Regions from separate parts of the Gasterosteus aculeatus genome. Here region 2 is linked to region 1. Evidence: chromatin contacts called from public Hi-C data. All regions are on one chromosome and are shown on one strand. The core of a region is the stretch at or near the end of the contact, and the rest is flanking DNA. Distances in the headings are between cores, read along the strand shown. Region 1 overlaps eif2ak4 (eukaryotic translation initiation factor 2 alpha kinase 4). Region 2 has its middle 6.9 kb from the start of LOC120832524.

Region 1 (7,055 bases), core at 1,245-3,744:
AATTCTCCCGCGTCCACTTTTTGTTTCTCCCGCCTCGCCAGGTCCAGAATAACCTGGACGGCTGCTACTACGCCGTGAAGCGCATCCTGGTCAACCCGGCGAGCAAGCAGTTCAGGCGGATCAAAGGCGAGGTCACGCTGCTGTCGCGCCTCAACCACGAGAACATCGTGCGGTACTACAACGCGTGGATCGAGCGGCACGAGATCCCCCCGTCGGGGTTGCTGAGCAACGGCGACAGCTCCGAGGCCGCTTGGAGCGCCGGCGACAAGTCCCCTCAGCGCAAAGAGCCGCCGCGGGGGGTGGGCGGGGGCGCCGGCGAGCCGGGCGACGGCGTGGAGGACGCCGCGCCTCCCCCGGCCCTGTCCAGCTCTGTGGAGTGGTCCACCTCCATCGAGAGGTCATCCAGCGCCAAATGCAGCGCGCCCCAGTCGAGTGATGAAGAGGATGATGACGACGAAGATGTGTTTGGTGCCTCTTTTTTGTAAGCGTCTTTCTTCAGTGAATCCACCGACTTTCGCCTGCTTCAAATCCTCACGCATTGCTCGCGTATTATTATTATTTTTTTCAGGCCGTCAAATAGCGACTCGAGTAGTGACATCATCTTCGACAACGGCGACGGCAGCACGGGCGACATGTCGCAGGTTTGAGCGCCCGTTGGAGTCGTGATCGGTCGTGCGCCGGTGGTGTCGTGCGCGGTGCAGCTAACGGGTTGCTCTGCCCACGCAGGTCGAGCCCAGCAAAAGGCCGGCGACGGACACGGCGGAGAGCGCGGACTCTGAGCGACCTCAGCGCATAGCGCATTACTTGTACATACAAGTGAGCGTCACGCCAAAGCGCCGTTCTTTGCCACCAGAGGCCTCTGCCTCGCGTGTAATGCGTGTCTTCTGTTCCCGGCAGATGGAATACTGTGAAAAGAGCACTTTAAGGGACACAATAGATCACGGGCTGCACCAGGACCACAATCGCCTGTGGAGGCTCTTCAGAGAGATTCTCGATGGCCTCGCTTACATCCACGAGCAGGTGTTTGATGTTTGTGTGTTTGAGGTTTGCAACATGGGAAGGAAAAAACTAAAAAACGAAGGCGTGTTTTCAATTATCTCTTTTAGGGCATGATTCACAGGGACCTGAAGCCTGTCAACATCTTCCTTGACTCGCACGACCACGTGAAGATCGGGGACTTTGGCCTGGCTACGGACCATCCCGCTAATGTGGTATGCCAAGTCTTGTCTTGATAGCTCGGCTTAACGTGTTTAAAATGTGTAACTCCGGCGGTGAAATGGTTTACAGGCTGCAGGTAAATGTGAAGCGGAGGAGAGCGGCTCGGCAGTCAAACCGGACCCAACAGGTGCGCGCAACATTCCCGCGGTGTGATCCGGTTTTGTCTCGCGTCTGCTCTCCCCTGACGCAGCGCTGCTGCTTTTTGCGCCAACGTTCTTCAGGTAACATGACGGGCATGGTCGGCACGGCGCTCTACGTCAGCCCGGAGGTTCAAGGAACCACCAAAGCCAACTACAACCAAGTAGGATTCTGATTTAAAACCAAATCCTTGCCTCCCATGCGGCTGGTGTCCGTGCTCGTTTTTGAGCATCTGCTAATGCTCCGACCTCTCCTTCATCCCGCCCAGAAAGTGGACCTGTTCAGCCTGGGCATCATCCTGTTCGAGATGTCCTACCGGCCCATGACCACGGGGGCCGAGCGCATCTCTGTCCTGAGCCTGCTGCGTGCGGTGCGTCCGTCCGTCCGTCCTTCGCCCACCGGGAGCCGTCTGGGTTGCACGCAGGGGCTCGTTGCAAAGCGTTTCTCACCTCCTCTCTTTTCACGCTGCAGGAGCCCATGAACTTCCCCGAGGACTTCACCGCGTACGAGCAGGGAACTCAGGTGAGGACGCCGGAGCACGACCTCTCGATGCGGAGCGATGGAACGGCTCGCTTTCATCCCGTCTTTCCAACCGTCAGAGGAAAGTGATCGAGTGGCTGCTGAACCACGACCCGGCCCTCCGGCCCACCGCCCAGGAGCTGCTGAAGAGCGAGCTGCTGCCCCCGCCGCAGATGGAGGAGTCGGAGCTGCACGAGGTGCTGCAGCACACCATGGCCAACATCAACGGCAAGGCCTACCGCACCATGGTTGGCCAGCTGTTTGCCCAGAACACCTCGCCGGTCATGGATTACACCTACGACATAGACCTGCACAAGGTCTGCTTTCTTTTGTCTTGCATGAGACCGGTGCAACACAAGACTTTTAACATTAGATGTGTTTGCTTTTGATTAGACAAAGCGTGTGTGGTTTATGAGACATGATTTATACGAGACCAGGTAGAAGGTCATGTGTCGTTTGTTTAAAAAAAAAAAAAAAAGCAGTTCTGTCTACTCAGATGTTCCCCGCTCGCCCTGCAGGTGTCACTGCGGACACACGAACGGCTGCAGCAACACCTCAGTGCTGCTTAACTCGTCTGGTCTGTGCGACCGACCGGCAGAAGGTCTGGTAGTGCTTAATCGATGTCTCCTGATCCCTAACAGAGGCGGTTTTGTTTGGTCTCCCTTCAGGGCAGCTTCAGCTTGAACAGTGCCAAATTGCAGCAGCATGTGTACGAAACGATCACCCGGATCTTCAAGAGGCACGGTGAGTGCGCTGGTTGGGCGCGCGTGAGTCTCACACGGCGTCCCCGTCGGGGTGACGGGTTACGCTTCCCCGCGGCACACGTCGCGGTAGCTCACGCCGTTTGATTTCAGGTGCGGTGCGTCTCCAGACGCCGCTGCTCCTGCCGAGAAACAGGAAGTTGTACGATGGCAGCGAGCCGGCCTGCTTCATGGACCACAGCGGAATGCTGGTTACGCTGCCCTACGACCTTCGCGTGAGTCCCGACGTGCGCATAACACCATTTACACAGAAATCGGCACACGCACACAATCAGCAGCCGCCTCGAGCTCCTGCTGCTTCAGGAGACCCCGAGGACTAAATGGTTGTTTCCACAGTGTGATAGATTACAGCCCGGCGTGCACCAACTTCACCGTCATTACGTGTCTCAACTCTCTGTCTACTATAGATGGCGTTTTCGAGATTCGTCGCTCGCAATAATATAACTCACCTGAAGAGGTAAAGTTAAATGATCGAACAGATCTGTATGTATTTTATTTTGTCCTGCAAGGTTGTTTTTTTGTTTTTGTAGTTGCCGTTAGGTGATGTTTTTGTGAAAAATGCAATGACTGATTACATTATCTGGTATTTATTCATTGAATTCACCGCCAGGAACTGACATTCATGTTGTAAAAAAAACAAAACCAACACCAGTGTTTCTTTGCCACCTCTCTCAAGGTACAGCATCGAGCGAGTATTCCGCCCCAGGAAGCTGGATCGCGCGCACCCAAGGGAGCTTCTGGAGTGCGCTTTTGACATCATCACGCCCGTAACCAACAGCCTGCTGCCCGACGCCGAGACCATCTACGCCGTCTCTGAAATAGTCCAGGAGTTCGCCGCGCTCCAGGTCACATGAACCAGCTGTGTTTAAACGACCCGGCGATCTGCCGGCTTGTGCCGCGCCGCCTCCTCTTGAGGTTGTTGACGGGCTGTACGCGCCGTTGTTCTTTTTTTTATTTTCCTATCGCCGCATGCCGTTTTCTCACTTCCCACCGACATTCCTAACATACCAGACTACGTGTAAGCCTGACAGATTCACACCATATTTATTATTCGCAAAGAATATCTGTAATGCGCAGCTCTGTGCACTTCCTTCCTCGCTGCCGAGTACAATCGATATATCCTGTCCACACGCCTCAGTGTGCAGGCGCAGCTGCCTCTGCGTGAACCCGGAGACCGGCCTCCGGGTCGTCCCTCGTTGATCCCGTTTCTGATCCCCGTCCGCCACCCTGCTCTTTGTGTGAAAGCTCTTAAGAATATGTGCGTCGGACGGAATGAGAGGGCGGCCGGACACAACAGTCATTACTCAGCGAGGCGCCCGTTGAACAGCAGTGCTCTCGTTTTTTTTTTTTTTTTTTTGTTACTGTAATTGCAGCAGGGAGGGTTAAAGGCGTGTTTCTGTGACTGCAGGAAAGGAACTATAACATTTACCTGAACCACACCAGCTTGTTCAAGGCCATCCTGCTCCACAGCGGAGTCCCCGAGGACAAGCTGAGCCAGGCCTCCACCATCCTGTGTGACGCCATGGTCAGTGCAGTTCACACGTGCATCACAGATGTTACTCGCGTCGCCGTTCCTGATATGCTGTTATGAACATTTACAATAGTGCTCTGACTGAATGTAGCAGTGGTAACGTTCCAGGCTCCCTTTTCGCCCCTTGTTTTTTTCTACAGAGCGAAAAGCTAACCAAACGTGAGGTGGAGGCAAAGTTCTGCAACTTTTCACTGTCAACCAACAGCGTGAGTCCTCCGGGTGAACGGACCTCCTGGGAAAACAATTAGTGGACTTAGTTCCTGCTCGTAAACGGCGCTGTTGCGTCCAGTTGCAGACGCTGTACAAGTACATAGAACAGAAGGGGAATCTGCAGGACCTGGCGCCGCTACTGACGTCACTCACCAAACAGAAGACCGCCGTCACCCAGCTGGCCAAGCAGGGCCTCAAGGACCTGGAGGAGGTCACGGCGCTGCTGCGCGGTCTAGGAGTCAAGCTGCAGGTGAGTTGGATTCTGGGGTAAGAGACGTGGTGCGTTTTCTCACGCCTTTTCAACGCGGCTGTATTCTCTCTGTAGGTGGTGGTCAACTTGGGCTTAGTGTACAAGGTGCAGCATCACTCCGGGATCATCTTCCAGTTCGTGGCTTTCATCAGGAAGCGCAAGCGAATCGTTCCGGACATCCTGGCTGCTGGGGGACGCTATGACCACTTGGTAGGTATTCGGTCCCAGCAAAAGTCTGCACCGATTGAAAGGTTTCCCTCCACTCGTGCATTTATTTTGACCATATTTCTTCTTCCGCCTGTATTCCAAATGCCGCAGTCTACCTGATTAACTTTTAAGGGGCTTTGTTCTCTGTGTTGCTAGATCGTGGAGTTTCGAGGGCCAGCTTCCACCGCGCAGGTGCCCTCTGCAGTCGGGGCCAGTGTGGCTCTAGACAAAGTCTGTGCTGCCATGACCAACATGGAGGAGCCAGTGAGAGAGACACACACACACACACACACACACACACTGAGATCTGACATTCCTAATTATTGTGATGAAGCAGCAGCAGACAGCTGCATGTTTAATGATGCCTTATCACAGCAGTTGGCTGCCACACAGCCAATTTTAGAAACACATTAATCACTATGATCACAGTGAGTCTTGACGCCATGGAGTTATTTTTGCAGGTCTATCATTTTTTTTAAATTATTTTCTATCCTGTGAAATGATGTGCGAGTAGGTCTCCAAAGAAAGGCAAGTTACTTTTACTTTACAGGGTTAAGTCTTTATTCTTTACTCTTTGTCTCAGCCATCAGTGAGCTGCTGCGATGCTCTGGTGGTCCCAGTCGGACAATCTTCGATGTCTCGAGCCATCAGTGTGGTCCAGAAGCTGTGGAGCACCGGCGTCTCTGCAGACATCGCCTACGACGTCTTACAGGTGAGCAGCCTTCCAGAGAGACCCCGTGAATTGTGTGAATGGGTTCAGACGAGCGGTCATTTCAAGGCAGTGTTGAGTTAACAGCGTGGAGTTGTATTTTCAACGAAGTTTTGTTTATCGTCTCCAACCATTTTTTGTATATAAATCTTGCATAAGTCTTGATTAGTTCTGCAGAGCCAATGTCTTCAACATTTTCAAGCAGTCTTTCCCTTTTGTTTTGTTCTTGCTCAGCTTGTTTCTTAGTTGGGGAAAAAATAACGGTGCTGTATTTTTTTGGGGAGAGAAATCCCAAAGATTAAAAATGTGCGTTAGTGCTGCAAAAATGCAGTCACCTAAAACCTAGTCACGCAAGAGCCATTAAGGCCCGAGCCTGAATTCCTGTGGGCTCAAGGAAGCAGAGTCCACTTCAGTCAGTCACTCCCTCGCTGTTGTTTCCGGACATGCGAAAAAGAAGGAATCTGCAGGGAGGACGTAGCTGCTCCATGTGGTCCAAGCGTTTGTTTGTGTTCACACACTAGCGGTTGTTTAACTGAGCCCTACGGTTTGTTGTACGTCAAAACTCCACCACGTCTGTGTCCTTGAGTGGGGAATTAACCGTTGTTTTTTTTAAATGGGTGATTTCCCCTGTCGGGGCGTCACCCCTCCTCCAGGGGGCGACACCTGTCTCCGGCTCCGGGGGGGAAAATGCCAGCAACGGATTTATCGCGACAGCATCAGAAATAGTAAACATCCCGCAGGGCTCACCGGCCATATTAGGACAATCATGGGGCAATAATCGACTGGAGTCATCTGTTGTACAAGCTTCCAGTAAACCTCCTGTAAAAAGCTCTTTTTAGGGCAACGCTCCAACTGAGATCAGTCCCTTCAAAGGCAAGTTATTTATCTTATGGTCCAGAACTCCTGGTGCCACGCATCTGTCACATTCTTCATGCTTATGTGACAAGCTGGTCTCAGCCTCGCGCTTGTGTCTCGCTCTAAAAGGCCTCCCCGGGCGTATTGCTGCGCCAACACGTCCGTGTGTGTGTGTGTGTGTATATATACGTTTCGCTTCAATGGGTTTGGCCTTTAATGGTGGTTTATTGTCATTTGTACTGGCACAGGACACCGGTGATTGGCTGCCTTCATTCCCCATTAGGAGTCCTGAGAAGCTTGTAGGGAAGGTTGCATTTGGCAGAAAACAAGCATTATGTGCAAATAGTCAGCCGCGTTTGTGCGTGTATTTTTTTCATTTTGCATGCAGGCAGCGCCTCGACCAGTTCGGACCTCCTGGTCCAGCCCCCCCCCTCACTCTCCCCTCGCCAGACTTTCGTTAACACCTTTCGCGCGCTGGCCTCTTAATGGGCCCAAATCTGCAGCTTTAATTCATCCTCAGGAGACGGTTCCCCTCTTTTTAGCTTTTTATTAGCCAAATATGGCAAACCTTTTCCACATGCTGTCAGCTTAGGCGTACGGCCCAGAGCTGCCCGACGGCCAGTGGCTTACCTTTGACTTAATTTGTTCAGTCAATGG
Region 2 (7,021 bases), core at 447-2,946, 41 kb after region 1:
GAAAATCTATGTGAAGATGATGAATTCCACAGAGGATTGAACCTAAAAGAACCCGTGTGTCCCCATTCCCACAACACCTGCCCGGTGTAATCCTCCCTTTCATACGTGGGATCATTGAGACATAGACCTAGCGAGCCTCGGGAGGTCTACGGTTACAGTAAATGAGCACATGGGCGAGGCCGTGACCCGGATTCTACCTGGTCACGAACTACTTTGGCTGCGTAGATAGAAGCGTTTCTCGTGTGTTTTTTGCGTGGGAGCGCGTTTGGTTTTCATGTACAACTTGTGCAGTTTTCTCTGGCAAAATGTTCAGTTTTACGAGCAAAGTACTTGGTAGTCCAGCCTTGAGCGCGCTGTTTTAACAGACGTGATTTTGTATTTCATAATCTTGTCACAATGTATGATATCACTTTAACACAATTTAGATATCGAGGAGGAAGTGAGCCGATCATCTTTTTCTCAATGATTACTTCAAACCTCCATTAACTGCAATGTTGACCACTAGAGAGCGTTACAACATCGTGTCACCTAAAAAACGTGTTGCTGTCGTTGGCGAGCAAACGTTTGCTTGTTCACACATCAAGCACAGACAAAGTATTTGCTACTTATCTGGAGGTTGTATTTCAAGACACAAATGTTCATTTGCTCTCTCGTTTTTTGCTCTATTTTGGTCACCACCAAATCCCAATGGAATCAATTGGTACTTTAGCTGCTAAACGCTCAACTATCTTTACCAGGGAGTTGCTAGTGGCAGACCAACACCCGTTTTTAAATAGCTGGCATCAACAATGTGTGAAGCTGTCAAGGGTCAGATAAGCATAATCTTAAACAAAAACACGCACTCTGATTTCCCTTTGAATCAGTAAGTATAAACTCATTATCTCATTTTCTTTTGGTGAAAATAAATCAAGCTGATGAGGCGTACCATAAATCATGAAAATATATCAACTCTGCCTTCCTGCTATCGTCCTGATTAGATCATCTTGAGTCCTGAGCTCACGCCGAAAGCGTGAACCCACACCTGAGGCTTTCCTTAGAAGGTTCTAGCGGTTTCCGTGTGCTTTGGGGGAGGCTCCTCAGGTAAAGGTGCCAGATTTACAGGCAGACCTCCAGCTGGCAGAGGAATGTCACAACCCGTGTTTCAGCTGTAAATTCGGACATAATTACAGTTCCACCGACTCAAACATTGAGGCGAAACAACCACCTTGCGAAGGGAAAATGCTCACTGCTTAACGTTGTGTCTGGGACAAATATACACTCCTGTCTTTGTGGGGGGGGGGAGGAGGAGGACAGGAGACAGGAGCAAGAATGTGAGAAATGTGCTGGTTCTCTGACCTTTATGAAGGTGAAGCGAGGGAGCTGACATCATCGACCATAGGCGGCATGTGCGCTCATGTGCAGTCACGTGGACCGAAGGAAAGTAGATACGGGTCAGAAGGAGAGAGTGTAAGTTACGCAAAGGTGGGTGAAAGTGTGAAGGACATTTCAGAACATTACCGAAGGTTTCTTGTTGAGGGATCGATTCGAAGATTGATATTCTTAAGGTGTGTTGACAATTTTCTCGCCTAACTCTATTAAATAACGTAAATAAGCATATTTTATCAAAGTGGAATAACTATTCCTATCACCTATTGTGTGAGCCTGGCTTTTAGTCCCTGAGAAAAAAAAAAAAAGGCCTTTTTTCTTTTCTTTATGTCGTGCTGCCACTGTGTGGTGGAATCTAGAGACGCACCTCTTCCAATAGTGTCCAGTTTATATTATCGCACAAAACATAGACGATAACTCTGAGTGCTGGCCAGTCAGTGTGTGTGTGTGTGTGTGTGTGTGTGTGAGGAAACATCCGACGGCAGGAAGCCTTCGCTGCTCCCGGACACCAGGTTTTCACTGGCTTAGTCACACTCTCTTCCTGTTTTTCTCTCACCACCACCTACCAAACAAACAATACAAGGAAGGGGGTCTGCTCCTCGTCTAGACGTGGCCCGCCGCGTCTGATCTGATTCAGCTCCCACCGGTGACCCGTCTGGCTCCTGTCAGGTGATCGGCCAAATAGGATCCAGCAGAGGGGGACTTCTCCTGACGCTCCCACAGTGGCAGACGGGACCCGTGACTCAGTCCGACTCTCTCCAACCGCTATTTAAATAGACTGACAGAAAAATGACAGTGGTCTACACTTCAAACGAGTGAGTGACACCACCCACTTTAGGAGCACAAGGACACAAAAGTCACACAATAATGACATGTTAAGATGGCTTGGGGGGGGGGGGTCCAATGGTTAAAAGTAAGAGAGGATGGGCCTTTTCTTCCTGACCTTGCATGTTCTCCCAGTACCATTAAAAATGAAGAATGCTTGTAAAATTACTGACGGATGTGTTTTCCGACGTTGGATTTGGATGCGTCTTCCTCTTTGAGAATCAGATTTTTCCAATATCCCCCCCAACCTGTTGAGGAATGTCAGCTTTATATATGTCAAAATAAATCGCTGCATTGTTTTAAGTAAGAGGGAAAAAATATAAGGCAGCAAAAGCAGACTTTTTTTTCTTTTGCAGTTACACGTTTGTATCAATAGAGGGCAGAATGAACTAACTGTTCGTGCATGCAGAGTTTCTTTAAGGTCAGTCTTAAACACATTTAAGAATAATACAAAAAAACTTCATTTCACGGCACACTTAGAGGTTTATAACTTCACAGTAGTTTTCTCCCGCTGCGAAGGCTGAATGTGCACGAGATCAACTGTTATTCAGGAAATCAACACATGATCCCACCACAAACGTTCCTCTTAACAATCATCTTCGTAGTCAGATTCAGGAACAGTCGGTGAGTCTTGCGTAGCAAAATAAATGAAAAAATACTGCTCATGGCAGCTCCCACATTGTTCCGAACACCTCAGAACAGAAGTGAAGAGGCGATGAGACAGTCGATGTTACTCATCCTGCTCCCTGGTGACTAATTTCTTAACTGACATTTGACATGACTGGTCCACCACGCAGTCTGCAGATGTCTGGCGGTGTGTGTGTGTGTGTGTGTGTGTGTCTGTGTGAGTTTGTGTTTTGAGAGACAAAGAGAGAGCGGGGGGAGGAGGGGGGGAAATGAAAAAGAAAAAAGAGGGAGCGCCAGTGTCAAAGTAGGTATAGGGGCAGACTTTCTGGAGCCAACTCCCACATGCCCTCTGATTACCTGTCACTGGTCAGACCAACCTCGTCTCTCTGCGCAGATGATGTGATAACAGTGGCACACAGAGCGAGAGAGAGAGAGAGAGAGAGAGAGAGAGGGTGGTAAAAACAAGACGGACTGAAGAGGATGAGAGGCGGGGGTAGGAAAGAGGGCGCAAAAGTAAGTGGAGTAGGGTGAAAGAAAGAGTCAGAAGAGAGCAAAGAGAGGGAGATGAGCAAAAGGCAGAGAGAGAGAGAGAGGTTCTTGCCCTGAGGTGTCATTCCTCTCTCTGCACTGAGGCCGACAGCAGTGTCATACAGAGCTGAAGACATTCACCAGCAGCCAAGAAGCACATCTGGATTCCTCATAATGAAATGCAGTAGTTTGCAAAGTTTTCCTGTGCTGGGATACAGTCACTGTGCACTTCAGACTTGTTTTTTTAAGCATTTGCACCAGCCAATGAGCACCAGTTGACATGTTCATATCCTGACCGGTGGCGTGCACTGATGGATGGATGGACAGCCGTCTATCCGTCACCGAGTGAAAGCAGTGGGTCAAATCCTGACATTAATTGCACCATTGCCGGCCACGGGGGTGAGGAATCTTATCATTAGACGGCCTCATAACCTATTTACTGCTTCTAAAACACACACACACACACACACACACACACGCACACACATCCACACACAAGCTCACAGCCGTGCTGTCCAATCCTCTCCATGTGCAACAAACCCTCCACCGTTTTCCCCTCCTCTTTTCAACATCCTTGCACAATACAGAAGAGTCGTGCTCGGGTTACATGCTCAGGTCGGACCTCTCCATTGCTCCCCAGGGCTGTTGGGGAGGAGAAGAGGTAGAGGGGGGGCGAGGGGGGGCGAGGGGGGGCGGGGGGGGCGGGGGGGAGGAATAACAGGAGATGATAGAAGGAAGGACCCACAATAACAGTCTGTTTCCTCGCATGTCGGGGCCTGCAGCCTAACCTACTGCACCTGTTGTTAAAGCTCACACTAGCTGGAGAGCGATATGCTGTGTGTGTGTGTGTGTGTGTGTGGGGGGGGGAAGTTGGGGGGGTGTATAGGGTGAAAGGAGGTCCCGGTGGTGATCTAGTGTGGCACCTGTACCGCGGCCCAAAGCCAGCTGGGACGGGGCCAGGCCTGCACGACGCAACTCGGTGCACTCGACGACCCCTGTAGCCTGCTGCTAACCCTGGACGCTTATGTGTGTGTGTGTGTGTGTGCCCCCCCCCCACCCACACCTGCCTAGTCTCACTCGGTAATTGGGTAAGTGTGTAATAGGGTCGGTCACGGGTATCTGCGACCAGGCCGGGGTGAACGTGACCCAGGCAGCACCAGCGCGTGTGGAATAACTGAGGATCTGTTTATGATTTGGGGAGTGCCGTGGAGTCGAGGGCGGGGGGGGGGCGGGGGCGGGGGGGGGGGGGGGGGGGTACGGTATTCGCATTTCATTTTGGTTCGAAGCTGCAGGATTGTAATGTGAGTCACTCAACGTCCCCTTTAATGGTTTCTGCGTAATCGCGCGTTGCCGAAGTGTCTTTTTATTCAAGCTGTACTGTTTTTGTACAAAAAATTAAAAAAGACTTCCCGGGGCGCAGGGTGCTGCCACCCATCACCCATCCCTCTCAGGTCAGCACAATTGTTTGACAGCAGCACTGTAGAGGCCCCTTGGCCCGAAATGGGATATTCTCAAGGGTCCTTTGAGATCAGCCTGCCTTGCCAATATTCCCCAGGGGACTTCCGCCTTTTGCATCTGACCGGGAGATGAGCAATCTCCTTTTGGCTGCATCGCATTTCTGGGTCCTCCTAGTTTTCTCCTCAGGGGTGGGGGGGGGGCTTGCTCCGTATCTCTCATTACAACCGGGGGGGGGATTTAGTGAGACGGCGCTCCGTCTCACCCTTTCTCTCCCGCTCCTCTACGATCGGCACATTAGTGAAGTTGTGTTGCGACAACATCGCCGCCAGGAGCAGCGAGCGCAGCGCTGAGGCTTATTACTCCTCATTGCCTCCGCCAGGAACAGGAAATGAACTAAGCGAGGCTGAGGGCCGTTCCAGGGCAAGAATCCTCGGGGGGGGGGTTTCGCACTAGAGTGATTTGCGTGACTGTTCATACCAACTAAGCAAAACCCAATTACCCAATTCCCTTAACTACAAATTACATTTGTATAATAGGTTGCAGTTGGTTTTGATGTGTTCATTTGGCTTCATTTGAACGAGGGTCCGTTGGGAGTTTTATTTCGGTCGCTGATCCGGTCAGATTTTTATCATTTTCACCACACATTTTAGATTATATGTGCCACCGTTACTTAGGCCTTACTCACACCTGTCAAAAAGAGGCCCGAGACGATTGACGGCAACTGAGAGTTTTAAAAAAATCCCTGCAGCCCGAGTAACCTGCCGGCAGCTCTTGTGTGTAAACATGTCCTCATGCTGTTTCCTCAGTGGGACACGGCTGTCCCGGGCCATTGACTGCTCGCTACAATCGGCCCTCGCGTTTCCTCCGTTTCCTCCGCTCGGCACATCTGTGACGTCCCCTGGCCTTCGAGTCCCTCCGTCCAGCACGCCGCTATCCCTTGGAGACCTTTTTTCGTTTACTCCATCCGTTTACTTCGTAGCGTGCGTCCCCACCTCGCCGGGTCCCTTTCAACCCCTTTTTCCACTCTCCCCCCCCGCCCCCCCCCCCTCTCTTCTGTGTTTGACCAGGACTAGTTGTTGTCAGACAAGGCGGTCTCTGTTTGAGCGCCGCACTTGTGTGAATAAGTGCGTCTGTGTGCACGTCTGCGCGCGCGCGCTCGCAACTGTTGATAACGGCGTGCGTGATCATGCTCTGTGTGTATGTGTGTGTGTGTGTGTGGTTAAGCATGCCTGGGCTAAGCCTCGGGGGCAGTCCTCCTTTGTCCTCCCAACCATCACCCAGAGATGGATGTGTCTCCGGGGACTCAGAAGAAAAGCACCTCCAGCTCGCTCATATTAAATTCTGCTGAGCAAATAGAATTTACCAGCATGTTGGGTTTTTTTTTTTTTCTCCCTCCCTTCTGGAAAAGAGCTCATTTAAAGTGTGCAGGACAGAGCAGAGCAGCTCAAAAGATTCTTCTCATGCATTTCTAAACACTTGTTACTCCTCTCGCACACGTTTTTGGAGAAGCTGACGGGAAGGACAGTGCGGAGATACTTTTCCACTTTTATTTCCCTCCTCGTCCCGTTGTGGGACATTTACTGCCGTGTCCTGGGCCTCGTTTGCACATCCCTCTCCTCTCCTCTTTCCCAATGCATCCACTTGCCTCTCCTCGTTTTTCTCTCCCCCTCCTCCCACTCCTCCCCCAGGCTTAAGTCCCGGCACCTGTGGGCCCCTCCCCCTCCCTCTGGCAGGAGGCCCGTTGCGCTGACACAATCTCGGCCCGTTGCGTGAGAGGGAGTACCTCTCTCTCTCTCTCTCTCTCTCTCTCTCTCTCTCTCTCTCTCTCTCGAGTGCTGCGCATTTGTGTGCGTGTGCGTGTGTGTGTGTGTGTGTGAATTTAACTACACACGTCCCTGCGCGTGCAGCCATAGGAGGTCGGGCGCAGAGTCAAAACTTTCAGCTCAACAACAGATAAGTCTGTGAGCTCGAGGTGATTCAACTCTTGCAGCGGTGACCTCTGACCCCCCCCCCCCCCCCCCCCTCCCCTCCCTCGCTCCTCCCTGCGTCTCCTCTCTTATCTCGCTACTGCGTTCGCCTCCGAGCCCGACTGACCGTGCAAGTCGTTGGCGTTCGATTTAAGGGGAGATCTGAAAAGCCTTGCACCTGCTCTCTAACAAACGCCACTTCGAAACAGCTGGCGATGGAAAACTTTATTTCCGCGCATCTCTGCGCCTCG

The links. A called contact is a pair of places that touch in the nucleus more often than the background predicts.
Region 2: a Hi-C map of skeletal muscle shows a contact between it and region 1, with 12 times the contacts expected there. The contact joins two enhancer-like sites. A contact is called at or near these places in 5 of 6 Hi-C or Micro-C datasets (liver, skeletal muscle, tail fin and 1 more).

The regions. Positions count from the first base shown.
Region 1 is chr15:3,609,092-3,616,146 of fGasAcu3.hap1.1, forward strand. eif2ak4 (eukaryotic translation initiation factor 2 alpha kinase 4) reads left to right here. Exons shown (of 39, transcript XM_040198836.2): 12 at 42-481; 13 at 569-641; 14 at 727-816; 15 at 898-1,020; 16 at 1,107-1,211; 17 at 1,288-1,345; 18 at 1,440-1,519; 19 at 1,625-1,726; 20 at 1,828-1,878; 21 at 1,956-2,192; 22 at 2,544-2,619; 23 at 2,730-2,851; 24 at 3,044-3,093; 25 at 3,313-3,481; 6 more. Among protein-coding and RNA genes, the nearest start is that of eif2ak4, 8.7 kb to the left of the region's middle. Within about 2 kb of position 2,495, at least 1 of the 9 cell types and tissues checked has open chromatin away from gene starts, as enhancers often do.
Region 2 is chr15:3,650,950-3,657,970 of fGasAcu3.hap1.1, forward strand. No RefSeq gene overlaps it. Among protein-coding and RNA genes, the nearest start is that of LOC120832524, 6.9 kb to the left of the region's middle. Within about 2 kb of position 1,697, at least 6 of the 9 cell types and tissues checked have open chromatin away from gene starts, as enhancers often do.